Regions from separate parts of the Rattus norvegicus genome. Here regions 2 and 3 are each linked to region 1. The links are chromatin contacts, called in public Hi-C maps. All regions are on one chromosome and are shown on one strand. The core of a region is the stretch at or near the end of the contact, and the rest is flanking DNA. Distances in the headings are between cores, read along the strand shown. Region 1 has its middle 59 kb from the start of Trnat-agu8. Region 2 holds the start of Fst (follistatin). Region 3 overlaps Arl15 (ADP-ribosylation factor like GTPase 15).

Evidence for each region. Hi-C and Micro-C count contacts between places; a contact is called where the count stands out from the background.
Region 2: a contact with region 1 is called in a Hi-C map of liver, with 4 times the contacts expected there. The contact joins the promoter of Fst here to the enhancer-like site in region 1. A contact is called at or near these places in 6 of 12 Hi-C or Micro-C datasets (the A7r5 cell line, the Rat2 cell line, kidney and 2 more).
Region 3: a contact with region 1 is called in a Hi-C map of liver, with 2.5 times the contacts expected there. The contact joins two enhancer-like sites. A contact is called at or near these places in 2 of 12 Hi-C or Micro-C datasets (liver and psoas muscle).

What each region holds. Positions count from the first base shown.
Region 1 is chr2:47,669,723-47,673,743 of GRCr8, forward strand. No RefSeq gene overlaps it. Among named protein-coding and RNA genes, the nearest start is that of Trnat-agu8, 59 kb to the right of the region's middle. Within about 2 kb of position 2,654, at least 5 of the 93 cell types and tissues checked have an H3K27ac peak or open chromatin away from gene starts, as enhancers often do. A contact at or near this core is called in liver, where this site is marked.
Region 2 is chr2:47,861,441-47,865,823 of GRCr8, forward strand. It overlaps Fst (follistatin), which reads right to left and starts at 1,852. Exons shown (of 6, transcript NM_012561.3): 1 at 1,768-1,852. The coding sequence starts at 1,852. It overlaps LOC120100717 (a long non-coding RNA gene), which reads left to right. Exons shown (of 2, transcript XR_005500667.1): 2 at 268-2,215.
Region 3 is chr2:47,477,004-47,481,404 of GRCr8, forward strand. The region is part of intron 4 of Arl15 (ADP-ribosylation factor like GTPase 15); the gene reads left to right. The region is part of intron 3 of LOC120100716 (a long non-coding RNA gene); the gene reads right to left. Among named protein-coding and RNA genes, the nearest start is that of Trnat-agu8, 250 kb to the right of the region's middle. Within about 2 kb of position 2,133, at least 9 of the 93 cell types and tissues checked have an H3K27ac peak or open chromatin away from gene starts, as enhancers often do. A contact at or near this core is called in liver, where this site is marked.

The DNA of each region.
Region 1 (4,021 bases), core at 1,404-3,903:
ATGATATTCTGGAGGACATTCTGTGTGTTGAGGAAGAATGTTTCATTCTCTTCCTGCTGACTTGAACAGTCTGGTTGCTTTAGTTAGCTCTGTTTGGCTTATGGTCAAGACTATAGTTTTCTGGTGGGCTCCTCTATTTATTGCTGGAAATTATTACTGTTTTGCTGTCCACTCCCATCAGTCTGCTTTCATTTGCATGCTGTGGCCCTGGCTGCATGTCTGCTCACAACTTTGAACAGTTTTTGTTGTTGCTTTGTTTGTTTTTAATTTTTGAAACAGGGTGTCACTGCATAGCCCTGGCTGACCTTGAACTCATGGAGATCTCCCTGCCTCTGCCTCCTAACTGCTGAGATTAAAGGCTTGCTCCACATGCATGTTACATAATTTTTTGATGAATTGAAGCCTAGATTATTATATTTTTGCTACCTTCGTCTCTGTGATAGGTTTTGTAGCTGGTGTTTATTTTTTATTTTTTTATTATTATTTTTTTTAATTTTCTGAGACAAGCCATAGGGATGACAGTACACTGGATTAACCATGTGATTCCAGGATTATTAGGGGTTAAGATGGTTCTTCGTGTCTCCCCTTTAGCCAGGGGGAAAGCTAAGACTTGAACAACAGTGGAGAAGGATAGGGCCCTTAGTGGGCAGAAGGCCAACCATTTTATCCCACCACAAACTTTGAAATAAAATCTTCAGACTAGAAGATCAGATTTGAACCTCTTCTCCTCTCTTTTCTCATTTCTCTCTTATCCCTTTTACCTTTCTCCTCAACTCTCTCATATAATCTAGGCTGCCTTGTGATCCTCCTGTCTCAGCCTTCTGAATGCTGGTTTTAAAGGCTTGCTGAGGTATGCCTGAGACATTTTTGACAGTCGATTTTACCTAAGCAAAGAGACTTTACTTATTTTGGGGTACTATATCACCCAATATTTTTCTTTTATCCTTTTGATATGAACAGAAGGAAACGTCGATGAGTGTTTTAGGGTCAGGGGGACCCTAAAATACAGCAGTTCAGCAGTTGTCCTTGATGCCTCTGGTCCTGTTAGCAGATCTCTGTTGGTCAGAGGGCAGGACTGGCAAGCAGCATTTAAGGGCACTCTTCTGTCCTGGTTTCTCCTTCTCATCTTTCTTTCTCTTTACATGACAATTCAATGAGCACATCAGCCTTGGAGACATGTGTGATCAGATGCCTCACACACATTTCCCGCCCTGGAAGGTGTGCCGAAATACCAGCCAAGTCACCGGGATGAGTGAACACTTGGGGGTTGGATCAACCTGAGGGACCACTTCCTTTCCCGTGGTTCTACCCAGAAAGGCCTCATTAACCTCTAGAAAAGACCCTGAGTGGCAGCCCCTTGAGAGCTTTGCTTGTTTGCTTTTAAACTATTGTCCACAATAAAAGTCTTTTCTGAAACTTATTCAAGTTCTGGAAATGGAAGACTAAGAAACTACTAGTTCTCAGTGGCTATGGTGGCTGTTGATTGTCCCAGACCCTAGCCCCTGAATTATGTTCACTGAAGTCAATCAAGGCTCCACCATAGCCAGTGGCCCTCCCTCACACTCCTCCGTGCTCCCTCACGCTCCTCCATACTCCCCCACATCCTCCTACACATCTCACTTGTACTTTGTGTTTTTAATGCCCAAGTTTGGGGCTTTTGTGTGTCTGGTTTCCTTTTTTTTTTTTAACCACCACATCTTTTAATGCTTCCAGCACTCTGCCTTCTGATGAAACAATTTTAGCCAAGGACATTTAAGGGCACTGTAGATAGGGAAGCATTTGCCATTCATGGTTCTCTGACTCTTGTGTAGTCTTCGACTCTTCATTTCTTTGTGTTGATTTGATTTTTTCTTTTTGTAATGACAGGTTTTTATTCCTTTTGATGGTGTGTCTAAAATACTGTATCTATGGTTATTTTTGATAACTTTTGCTAGATAGCTAGAGACCAGCAGATTTTTGAAGGCCAGTGATGATGGATTCCTTCCTTGTAATCCCCCAGCTTGTAGACACTTGAGCAGAAGCAAGAGGAGTCCACTTGTTCCTGGACTTGGTGCTCCTATATTACCTGTCACCACTCCCAAGGCAAATTAGAAGACAGAGATTAGATGAGGAGAGAGCTTTGAGTTGGGAAAATGGGACAAAAGCTGTCTTAAAGCAAGGTGTTTCCCATTTCCCAAAAGGGAAAGATCTCAGGATTTTCTTGGGGAGATGGGTGGAAGATGTCAGATACGCTATGGTCCTTCAGATCTGACCTCTAGAGGCTTGCTCTGTCTTTGACTTGAAAATGAACTCAGGCCCATTAAGACTCTTTCATTTGGGGGCTGAAAAGTAGCAGGCAAAAGCACTGGGAGCCGTCCCAGCAGCAGTTCAAATGCCCTCGTGAAAGGGGACGAATGCAGTACAGCAGCTCTCAAAACGTGAAGGTCTCCGCGACAGCACAGCTACAGGTAAGAGAAGAAGCAAGAAGGTAGAAGTCGCCGGGGCCAAGGGACCGCATCGCCGGAGGAGCAGAGGGATGGCTCTTTCTCCCAGGCTTTTGTTTTCCTTTTAGATTCATTTTGGGTTTTGCTGCAATTTGTTCTAATCTGCTAGTCTGTTACATGTTACTCATCCAAAGGAGGAAATCTGAGTCACGTCCCTGGCCCTGGGTAGAGACTCGGACTTCTGAGCTGGCTGGAAGGTCAAAAGTTTACTATCTAACCGGAGGCCTCACACACTGTAACTTCTCCTTTAAGAGCCAACCCACACCGGACTGTCAGTCACCTAGACATAAACCGTCCCTCAGGAGCGATGTCTGTTCCAAGATTTAGAAACAATACAAAGCCTACCTAAACACGTAGCTCCCTTTGGCCGTCGCCCACTCAGTCCACTATATCTTGTAATAAACCCTGCTTAGCTTCTGCTCTGGGCTGCATGTGTCTCATCTGAATTCTTTCAAGGGGGAGCACCAGGAAGGGAGGTGAAGGGGAGGCTGGAGCAATGTCCTGGTGAGGGTTAGAACATTCTGAATTTGTGTGGATGCCGGCTTTTGCCGGATGCCGAGTTTTGTCTTTGTGTGTTTTATGTCGATAATTAACTATCTGTTGCTTCAACTGCCTGCTATGTGGCAGATCTTAGGATGGAATCTCTTTCTGTTACTCAGTTGGGGAAAGCCTTCTCTGTCACCCATATCGGGATTCAGGGCTAACTTTGCTGTGATGGATTTTTGGTTGGCCGACTTGTACCCCCCCCCCCTTTTTTTTTTTTTTTTTTTTTGATTTGTCTGTATCAGTTAACCTTCCTGCACTAAATGTTTCTGCTTAGAAATCTGCTTGTAGTCATATGGGGATTTCCCTTACAAGCAGTGAGTCTTTTTTTTTTTTTTTTTTTTTTTTTGGCTGTTTTCAAGAGCCTTTGTCATTGATTTCTGACAATATGTTTATCCTGTGTCTCCATGAAAACCTTATTTCAGTTTGCTTAGAGTATTCTGGGCTTTGCATATACTCATTCCCCCCATGGACTTTGGTTATTTCTTCTCTAGACTACATTTCTACCTTTCTTTCTTTTCCAATCCTCTCTGAACATGCCTGTGGCCTATAGCTTTCTCTTTTGGGGCTCTTACTCTCAGTAATAAAGTCATTTCACAATGAACCCGAAAGGAAGGTCAAAGACAAGTTTATTAGCGTGCGAGAGAAAAACCACAGGGCAGGGAAGCTGCAGACTTCACAGTTGACAGAAGGGAAAATGGAGACGAGAGAAAACCAGGCAGTTTGCAATGGAGGTCTGTAGATAACCACGTGACAAAAGATCTTCAAAGAAACGGGGAAGCCCAGAGGGCCAAGGAAAGCATGTTCTGCTTTGGGTCAGTATCTGAGGAACAAATAGGGCAGAGTTATGCTCTTTTGAGTCCTAACTCAGAGGTCAGATTAGCATGGTGGCATGCTCTGCAAGTGTCCCCAGCAATTGGAGCTGAGAAATTGTTTCTGGGAAGGAAAGATACATTGTCTCATTCAGGGAATGATAATCCCTTCCACCCCCTTTG
Region 2 (4,383 bases), core at 602-3,101, 190 kb after region 1:
GGAGGGAGGAAGGGAGAAGAGACACACACAGAGAGAGAGAGAGAGAGAGAGAGAGAGAGAGAGAGAGAGAGAGAGAGAGAGAGAGAGAATCTCCAAAGGAGTGAGTGGGGAAAGACCCGACACTGAGGTGGGAGGTGGGCTAGAGCAGCAGCCGCTGCGCCTAGCCATATCAATGTCAGTTACCAGTGACCCAGACACAACACGTGCAGCTTGCATTGACTTTTACTAGACTGTTTACTTTTATTCGTCCCATTTCATAACCTGCAGCGACTGGAAGAACAGATTAAAGAACCTGACAAAAACAGGATGCGACGGATGTTTTTACATGTTGGTTTCATGTAGGCGGTAAGAGAATTTTTTGTGACAGGGGTTAAGAAAGTAAGAGAGGGGGGGACGTGGAAAGGAGGGAAGGAGGGAGCGAAGGAGAGGAGGGGGGAGGGAGAATGAATATGAATCTGCAGGAACAGATCAGGCAAAAAGAAATTTGTGAAAAATGAAAGCAAAAAAAAAAAAAAAAATGCAGTCGGGCCCAGCCTGGATCTGCCTTGAGCAGCCTCGAGGCGCAGCCCGCCCGACGGGCCCGTTTTGCAATCCGCCAGCTCGGAGCACGCCCGCAGCCACCACGGTCTTTCGAAATCTCCGAGGGCTGCTTTCCCTGGCGCCCACGTCCGGGCACCCAGGGCAGCGCCCCTATCAGAAAGGCGGGTTGCCCAGCCTAGTGTCGGGCAGACGGCTAGGGCCGGTGCCCGGGAGGGCAGCGTACAACACACAAAACCTTACCGCTCCAACAGGCAACGCAGCAGTGTTAGAGCTGGGTCACACATACCTACCTCATGTCTACCAAGAACCACTTTACAGATAGTTTCTTCCCCTGTCCCTTTTTATGTCTTCGGACTTTGGACAAGCAGACTTCTCATGAATCACCAAAGTGACTCGAGCAATTGGAGCGCAAGCTGCGCGGTTACCATTATTAAAAAAAAATCCCGCCTGGAGACTAATTGTAATAAAATAAATCCATTTTTAATTTTAGATGATAAACTTCAGAAATTTGCTCTTTAATCCAGGTCGGAGTCTAAATAGCCCGTGGGTTGCTTGTTTCACAGAAGTTAACAGGAATGAGGCAAAGTGGAGAAAACTGTAAAGTACTTAAAAACACTTCGGGCTAATAATTTGGTTTGTTCTTTCTTCTTTTTCGCGGGGCTTGGGGGAGAGGGGTAGAAGGAGCATCTGCTAAGCGTAAAACTACCTCCCTCTAAAAATTTCAGTACCCACATTTCCAAGTTTGGGCAAAGTTTCTGAAACCACGTCCCCCAAGCCACCCAAGAAAATTCGGTATCTCCCATCCCCCACTCCGTCATTAAAAAAAAAAAAAGTCACCAAAAGATATGGAAGGAAGATGGGTAGACTGCTTAGTAGGTCGACTGCACTCTCCAAGCTATGGATGCTCGCTCTTCTCCCGAGCCAGCCAGGGGAGATAACATCTGAAGTCATTAGGACCAGAACTTGGAGCATCTACCCCTAACTACTGAGGCTCCAGTTCCCCCACTCGAGCCCTCTCTTTTTTGAGGATAACCTGGCTCTAAACTCCTCTCTCTATCCCAAAGTGTCACCGCCTTCAGTCTTTTCCTCCCGTTCCTTTCTCCAGGAGTAGCCGGGTGGTTCCAACATCTTCCTAGAGCCGCGTCGGTCCCAACCGACCAAGTGGAGACGACAGAAAAGTAGAACCCCTGCCCGAGCCGAACCTCTGGGCGCATCCCCTCCACTCACCCTGGGCGCTGCGGTCTTCCATGAATTGGCAGAGTAGCAGCAGCAGGAGGCAGAGCCCGCCGGGCTGGTGCCTGGCGCAGACCATCCTGGGGCAGGCGCGGGGCGAGGAGCGCGGCGGCGGGTGGCTTGGGCGAGCGGCGCGCGTCGCAGAGGCGAGCGGCGGAGGGCGCAGCGATCCCGGCGCAGCCCCGCGCTCGCCACCGGCCGCCCGCGCGATTCAATGGACGTCAGAAGCCGGGCGCAGCCGCGCTTTAAATCTAGACGGGGGTCTCCGAGGTTTGCGGTGGGCGGTCTCCCAGTGTGTGGGGCTGTGGGAGGGCGGCGGCGACCGAGGGTGTGCCGGCTCTTTGGGGGTGGGGAGCTTTTAAAAGTTCAGTGTGAATCAGGTGACATTTCCCACCTTCTGGAAACCCTTCCCAATTATCTGTCGGAGGTGCCCGAAATCAAAGCGGCAGGAGGGGAATCGCCGAGTTCTTATTTGCGTAGGAGCGGGAGGGGAGGGGGAAGGAGGCAGGGGCGGGGGCTGGGGGGCGACGCGTCGGGGGTGGGGAGGAACATCCACTTCAGTCCTGCACGCCGCCGCTCGGAGCCGGCGCGCCCGGGGTGGCGTGCAAGTGTGTGTGTGTGTGTGTGTGTGTGTGTGTGTGTGTGTGTGCATGCGTGTGCGTGTGTGTGCGCGTGTAAGTGAAGGCTCTGGAGGAGGCGGCCGGTGGAGCGCGGGGACCCCTGGAGTTGGTCCCCAGCACCTCTGCTCCAGCGCTCGGGAGAGACTTGTGCAACACACCGCAGGATCCCGGAGCTGCTGAAATGCCCCGGGGAGCAGTTTCAGGATCCTTCCCGCAGAGCCTTGGCGCGGGGTCCCGGAGACGTTTTATGTCCCGAGGTCTCATGCGTGTGTCTTACTTTGCGGCCACCCTGCCCGCTTCCCCGCCTCCCACTCCCCCACAGCCTGCAGTAGGTTGCTAAGAACCACGACCCCCGGGCACCTTCCACCGGGCCGAGCGCTGCGGAGACGCGGCCCTCGGTCTCCACAAGTCAGAGGCAAACAAAAATGTTTAACACCTCGGAGCCGGCCGCCCCCGGCAGTCTCGCCCTCTCCCTTTCTTTTCTCCCCTTTCACTTCGTCGCGTCTGGAGTCGCAGCCCCGAGCGGGGGCGCCGACGTAGGCGGTCTGCCCCCCTCCTCCCCCGCTCCGAGACGCCCCAGTTTCTGTCCTGAGCCTGCCTCTCTCTCTCTCTCTCTCTCTCTCTCTCTCTCTCTCTCTCTCTCTCTCTCTCTCTCTCTCATATTAAAAAAAATTGCACCATGATAATGAACTTCTGCAGCCTCAGTTTATTGAGTGCAACGCCTGGCATTCTTCGCCGAAAGTTGGCGGGTCTTCTCATTTATAACATTTTCTGGCACGGCTGAATGAAACTGAGGAGGCGATATTTCCTTTTATATAAAACGATTACTTCACGGAAAATGCTATATTGTTTATTTCAAAGCTGCCTTTTAAATTTCTATTCTTTTCGCTTCTGAAGCCCGAACGACAACAAACAGCGAACTATGCAGACAAAATTCTTGGACATTCCCAGGTCATTGGGATTTGCTCTACGGATTTCAAATTCGCCCTTCTTCCCTACCCCCGCCTTAGCCCCCCCCCCCGTCCTCCTCTCATCCTCCCACCCCCATCTTCCATCAACCTCCTCCTACCCCCTCCACAACTGCAAATAACTCAGTGATAACAGATTTTTTTCCACCAACTGCAGGAGATAGTGCTAATCTTTTAATAAAAGGTCCCATTACAATGGGATCTGTCTGGACAGACTATAATAGATCCCGAAATACAGCCGTGCTAATATTAGAAGACAGTTGTTTGGGTGCCTCTCAGACGGGCCCAAGCCCCCCTTTGAAAGTGGGCATGAATCACAAAGCCCCGCGGCCGCCGCACCTGCACCGCGCGCATTCGGTGCAGCAGGCTGGTAAAAACGGGTGACCTCGCCGCCGCTTTTCGCTTTATAATTACAGTCATGAGGACCGGAGCGGCGGGGAGGGGAGCGGGTGACCCGGGAGAGCCGGCTTTTTGCTCACTTTAGACGGCTCTGGGGCTCCACATCCTTCTTAATCTTTCCAGATTCATTTTGTCTGTTTCTGTCTGTCTGTTTGTCTGTCTCCTTCCTCTTCAGGCTTTTTCCTCCCTCCTCCCTCCTCCCACTCCCCTCAACTCTCTTTCCCAGCCCTTCCCGGCTTCGGTCTCCCCTCCCTCTCCCCGGACTCTGCCCATATTCTCCCTCCCCTTTCCTCGCTTCCTTTTCTCTTCCCTCCAACGCATTAATGTGGAGTTGTTTAGTGCCCTCTAATGGTAGGCGACATTAACAATTAATAGCAAACTGTCCCCCTTGCAGGAGCCGCCACTTAACTGCAGAATTTCAAAGTTGAACTATTTCTTCTTTACTCGGAGATACTGTGATACACTACAGGGAAAGTTTGTTTATTCCCCTTCATTGTCCCCACCCCTATTCCAGGGGGAAATTTTACTTAAAGGAGAGCTAACAATTACTGTTACTTGACCCCTCCCCACCTCATATGTTTTTTTCCCCTGCTAGCAAAACACCTAGCTTCTGTTTTAGCTAG
Region 3 (4,401 bases), core at 883-3,382, 190 kb before region 1:
AAGTTTAGATACATTGTTATAAGGACACTTTGTTATCCCCTTTATGGGGCAAGGAGCTGGATCTTGGCGGGTTGCTTTCTGTATAAGGTGTGGGGGAAAGAGGGACTTTCTCTATATAGAATAGCATGTTTGAATTTTTCAAAAAATCCTAGGCTTTAGCAAACTTCTTGAGAGTTTTCTTTCAGTTGCTGGGACAAGTGAACAAATTCAGGGGCAGAAGGAGAGCAAAAACAGTTTCAGCAAAGACAAGAAGACCATCTGCTGACCTTCCAACTTCATTGGGGACGTTAAGATTTAATGTCAGGAGCCTCTTGTTCTCACTGCAAATGTAATAGCTGCCTTGGCTGAGGTGCTGTCTCACACATACAGATCCCAGAACCTTAAATATATGTGAAAATATGTGACGACCGTGTGATTATTAAAAATGCAAATTCACCTGCAAGCTTCCCGAATTTGCAATAAACTCCGAGCCTTAGACATCCTCTCTCGAGATATAGATCACTTGTAGGACTCAGTCACACCACTACCACCACCACCCCCCACCCCACCCCATCCCAAGTTTCTTTTTCCACTTTCCTTTTTTACATTGAAGTGTTGGGAATCAGGTAGCCCAGGTGACCCAATCCCTTTGTTGACAAAGTGTCTGGGAAACAGCACCCCCCAGATAAAGATAGTTGGTGTGCTGGATGGTCGGTGGTTCTTCCTGCCTATTCTGAGTGGAGTGACTCAGCCATTCCACTTAAGTGGCATACTTTGTATCTTTCATCTTAAGAGTATAAATACTTCTTAAAAGTCCACATGGAGACAGAGGAAGAAAGGGAGCAAAGGAAGCATGGGGTGGGGCCTGCCCAAGGTCGCACTGGGCACCCATGGAAGCATGACATAGAACCCGATTCTCCTGCCTCCAATTCATTGTTCTCAGACCTCTCTTCCAGTGACTCGATAAGACATTTTCTTCTCTAATTTCATCATCAAAGAGCCTGGGTCTGAAAGACTTATAGTTTATGATAGCATCTTCCAAAATATGATCTCCTCTATCACTGGGGTCAATCAATTGGGTTAGTTTATTTTGGCAAAGTTGTGTGGACTTAGGCTCTGAGATTATATTGATCTGTAATTCCATAAAAACTAAGACAGGGTATTCATGACACAGACCTGACGGGAATGTTTTCCAGTTGAGCAATAACTAACCTTACAGATGAAGCTATTGGTGCCTCTTATCTCTAAGCGGGGCAAACCACTATGTGGAGAAGACAGCTAAACTGATACAAATGAAGCAATACTTGGTTTTGTTCTGAGTGCATGTGCTCATGTAATGAATTTATCAGTATTTACTTTGTTAATCTATCAATAATATATTTTTATTTGTTGTGTACATAATAACAAGTTTATTTACTATCATGGGCGGGCCCAAGCTCCTCTTCCTCATTTCCTGCCTCTGCCTCCATGACTTTTACAAAGTACTTAGTTAGACTCTTAAGAGGAACGATACAGGGGCTGGGGATTTAGCTCAGTGGTAGAGCGCTTACCTAGGAAGCGCAAGGCCCTGGGTTCGGTCCCCAGCTCCGGAAAAAAAAAAAAAAAAAAAGAGGAACGATACAAAGTATCTTATCTACACCGGATCAGGTCACCATTGGGTGGGAAGGCTCCCACAGAGACAAAGTGTGAAGTTAACTTCTGTTGGAGTCCACCGTCTGTCCAAATGATTGATCCCACATCTCTGGCTGTAAATAGCACGCGCGTGCTGTTGCTTTGCCTGGTAGTCTCTCTCCTGCACACACGACTTCCCTTCTGAATACCAACCTTGCTGGACCACCGTCATCACCTTTAGCTCGGCACCAGAAGAGTCTTGAATGGGTGTGTTACTGTTGCTGTTCTTGCTTTTGTCCTGTTTGTCCAGTTCCATGTACATGGCACTTGGATGTGTCACGCAATTCTCGGACCAGTCATCTTGTCTGCTGGCTTAGGTTGCTGAGCTAGCCTTGTTGCCACCACATTTTCCCAAGCCTTTCTCCCCCCCCCTCCTACTGGAAATCCGTTCTTATCAGTTGCCGGCTTCAAATTGTGCAGTGGCTCCTCATGTCCCAAAGTATAAAAGTTCACATTCTTTGGCACAGCACAGACGGCCCTCCCTCTGTGACCTACCCCTGCCCTCCTCCTGTGTTTCCAGCCACTCTGGCTCGTGACATGTGACAGCTAGTGAGGTATTGCAGCTTTCCAAATGGGTCGTGTCATCCCCTGGTTCTTGCCTTTGCATACCCTTCTTACTCTACTCAATCCAGATGTGTCTGACACATCACATCCAACCCCTACCCTAATGGGCATTCCTTGCACTAGACCTTCTGCAAGGACTGTGAGGTTTCTATTTCTGCTACCTTAGCCCAGTACATAGGACAAGAAGAGTGCCCAAGAATGGTGGGGTCAAGCAGTCTGTTTGATCTCACACAGTCTAAGTCCAGGACACTAACTCTTCAGTGTGGTAGTGGGTAAGCTTTCTTGACAGAAAGGTGTGGCCTCTTAGTATGCTTTTTACCATTTTTATTATTAGAACTCCACAGCCAGACAACCTATGCAGAGCCAGGGATTCTGGCCAAACAGCTGTACTGATGTTCCTAGACCTATCAGCAGCCGTGGGCAGGGCAGGTCAACATGTTCCATTCCCCACCCACCTGCAGGCCCAGTGGCTGCTTGTGTCTCAGCTGGCTTAAGTCCTTTCCCAGCGGGACCATGTAGACACTTTCCCTTCAATTCTTTTCATTTTCAAACTCTTTCTCAATAAGACACTTAAGTGTTGCCACACCCCGTGAGCCTAGATGCTCCTAGCCTCTCTTGGAGAATGAAGTTGTTCAGCGCTGACTTGAGAAGGAACAGAATTAGACACCGGGCCTTTCGAAGCCCTCAGAGTGCTGTTATCGTGGGCGTGGCCTGTGGGATGGGCGAATGCAGCAGCGACCAAGGATTTGGGTGTCCCTGAAAGCTGGGATCGTCATGAAATTATCAGGAATATAATGTAATGAGGGGAAATTTTCAGCAAAGGCTTTGAAGGCAGCTCTCTCAGAACGCATGGTCAGAGCATGAAACCAGTCCTCCCAGCAATGGGCACTTCCCCACATTAAGTTCCAGTGGCCGAGACTGGGGGTGTTTCTGGTGACTCACTGAAGCTGCTGGTGGATCTTTCAGGCTCGCTTTCTATCTGCCTCATTTCTTGTTTTTTACTTGTGAACTGGTGTGGAGAGAAGATTAAACAATACTAGAGCTGTAGATATAAGAAAGGGAATTATGTTTACTATCGTTACTATTATTTTTGTTTCTCCGTGTAGCCCTAGCTGTCTCGGAACAAACTTCTGAAACCAGGCTGGCCTCAAACTCAGAGAACCATCTGCCTCTGCCTCTGCCTCTGCCTCTGCCTCTGCCTCTGCCTCTGCCTCTGCCTCTGCCTCTGCCTCTGCCTCTGCCTCTGCCTCTGCCCTCTGGTCTCTGGCCTCTGTTCTCTGTTCTCCGTTCTCTGGCCTCTGCCTCTGCCTCTGCCTCTGTTCTCTGGCCTCTGCCTCTGCCTCTGCCTCTGGCCTCTGGCCTCTGGCCTCTGGCCTCTGGCCTCTGTTCTCCGTTCTCTGGCCTCTGCCTCTGCCTCTGTTCTCTGGCCTCTGCCTCTGCCTCTGCCTCTGCCTCTGCCTCTGCCTCTGCCTCTGCCTCTGCCTCTGCCTCTGCCTCTGCCTCTGCCTCTGCCTCTGCCTCTGCTTCTGCCTCTGCCCCCTCAGTGCTGGGATTAAAGATGTGTGCCACCACCACCGGGCCAAAAGGATTGCATAGGTAGGCTGGATCAGAGATTATTGGTTCCCTGGGAGTAAAACCCGTACTGCTACCGCTCAATCAGTGACCTCCCAGCACTCCCAGTGTCTGCTTTTGAGCAGCCCCTCGATGACCTCTGAGATGTACAACCAGATGACCTCCCATGCTGCTGCTGTTCGAACTTTGACTGGATATCTTTCCTGGTAGAAGGAAAAGGGAGGAAGGTGTTGGTGGGTGGATGTTTTGTTGTTGTTGTTTTGAAACTTGTGAGTACATGTGTAATGCTCATTAGTGACCCTCCGAGGATTCAAACAGACTTTAATCAGTTCTGGAGCTAACAGTCGCCTGAACTGTTCTGTGCCCAACAAAGCACAGGCTGAGTCACTAAATCCAATAATGAGCAAGATGTCTAAGTTCCATCAGCTCCAGTGTAGCTTCTGTTCGTTTTGTGAACTGCTCCAACAACGCCTGTCCTCTAGTCACTTATTTGTTGAGGGAGTGAACTTGTAAGTAAATAAGTGAAATTAAATAAACAAATGACATTACATTGCTAATTTATTCTGCTAGAGCAAGTCCACGCAGGAGCCTCTGAAGTCTGCCTCTGATCTTTTC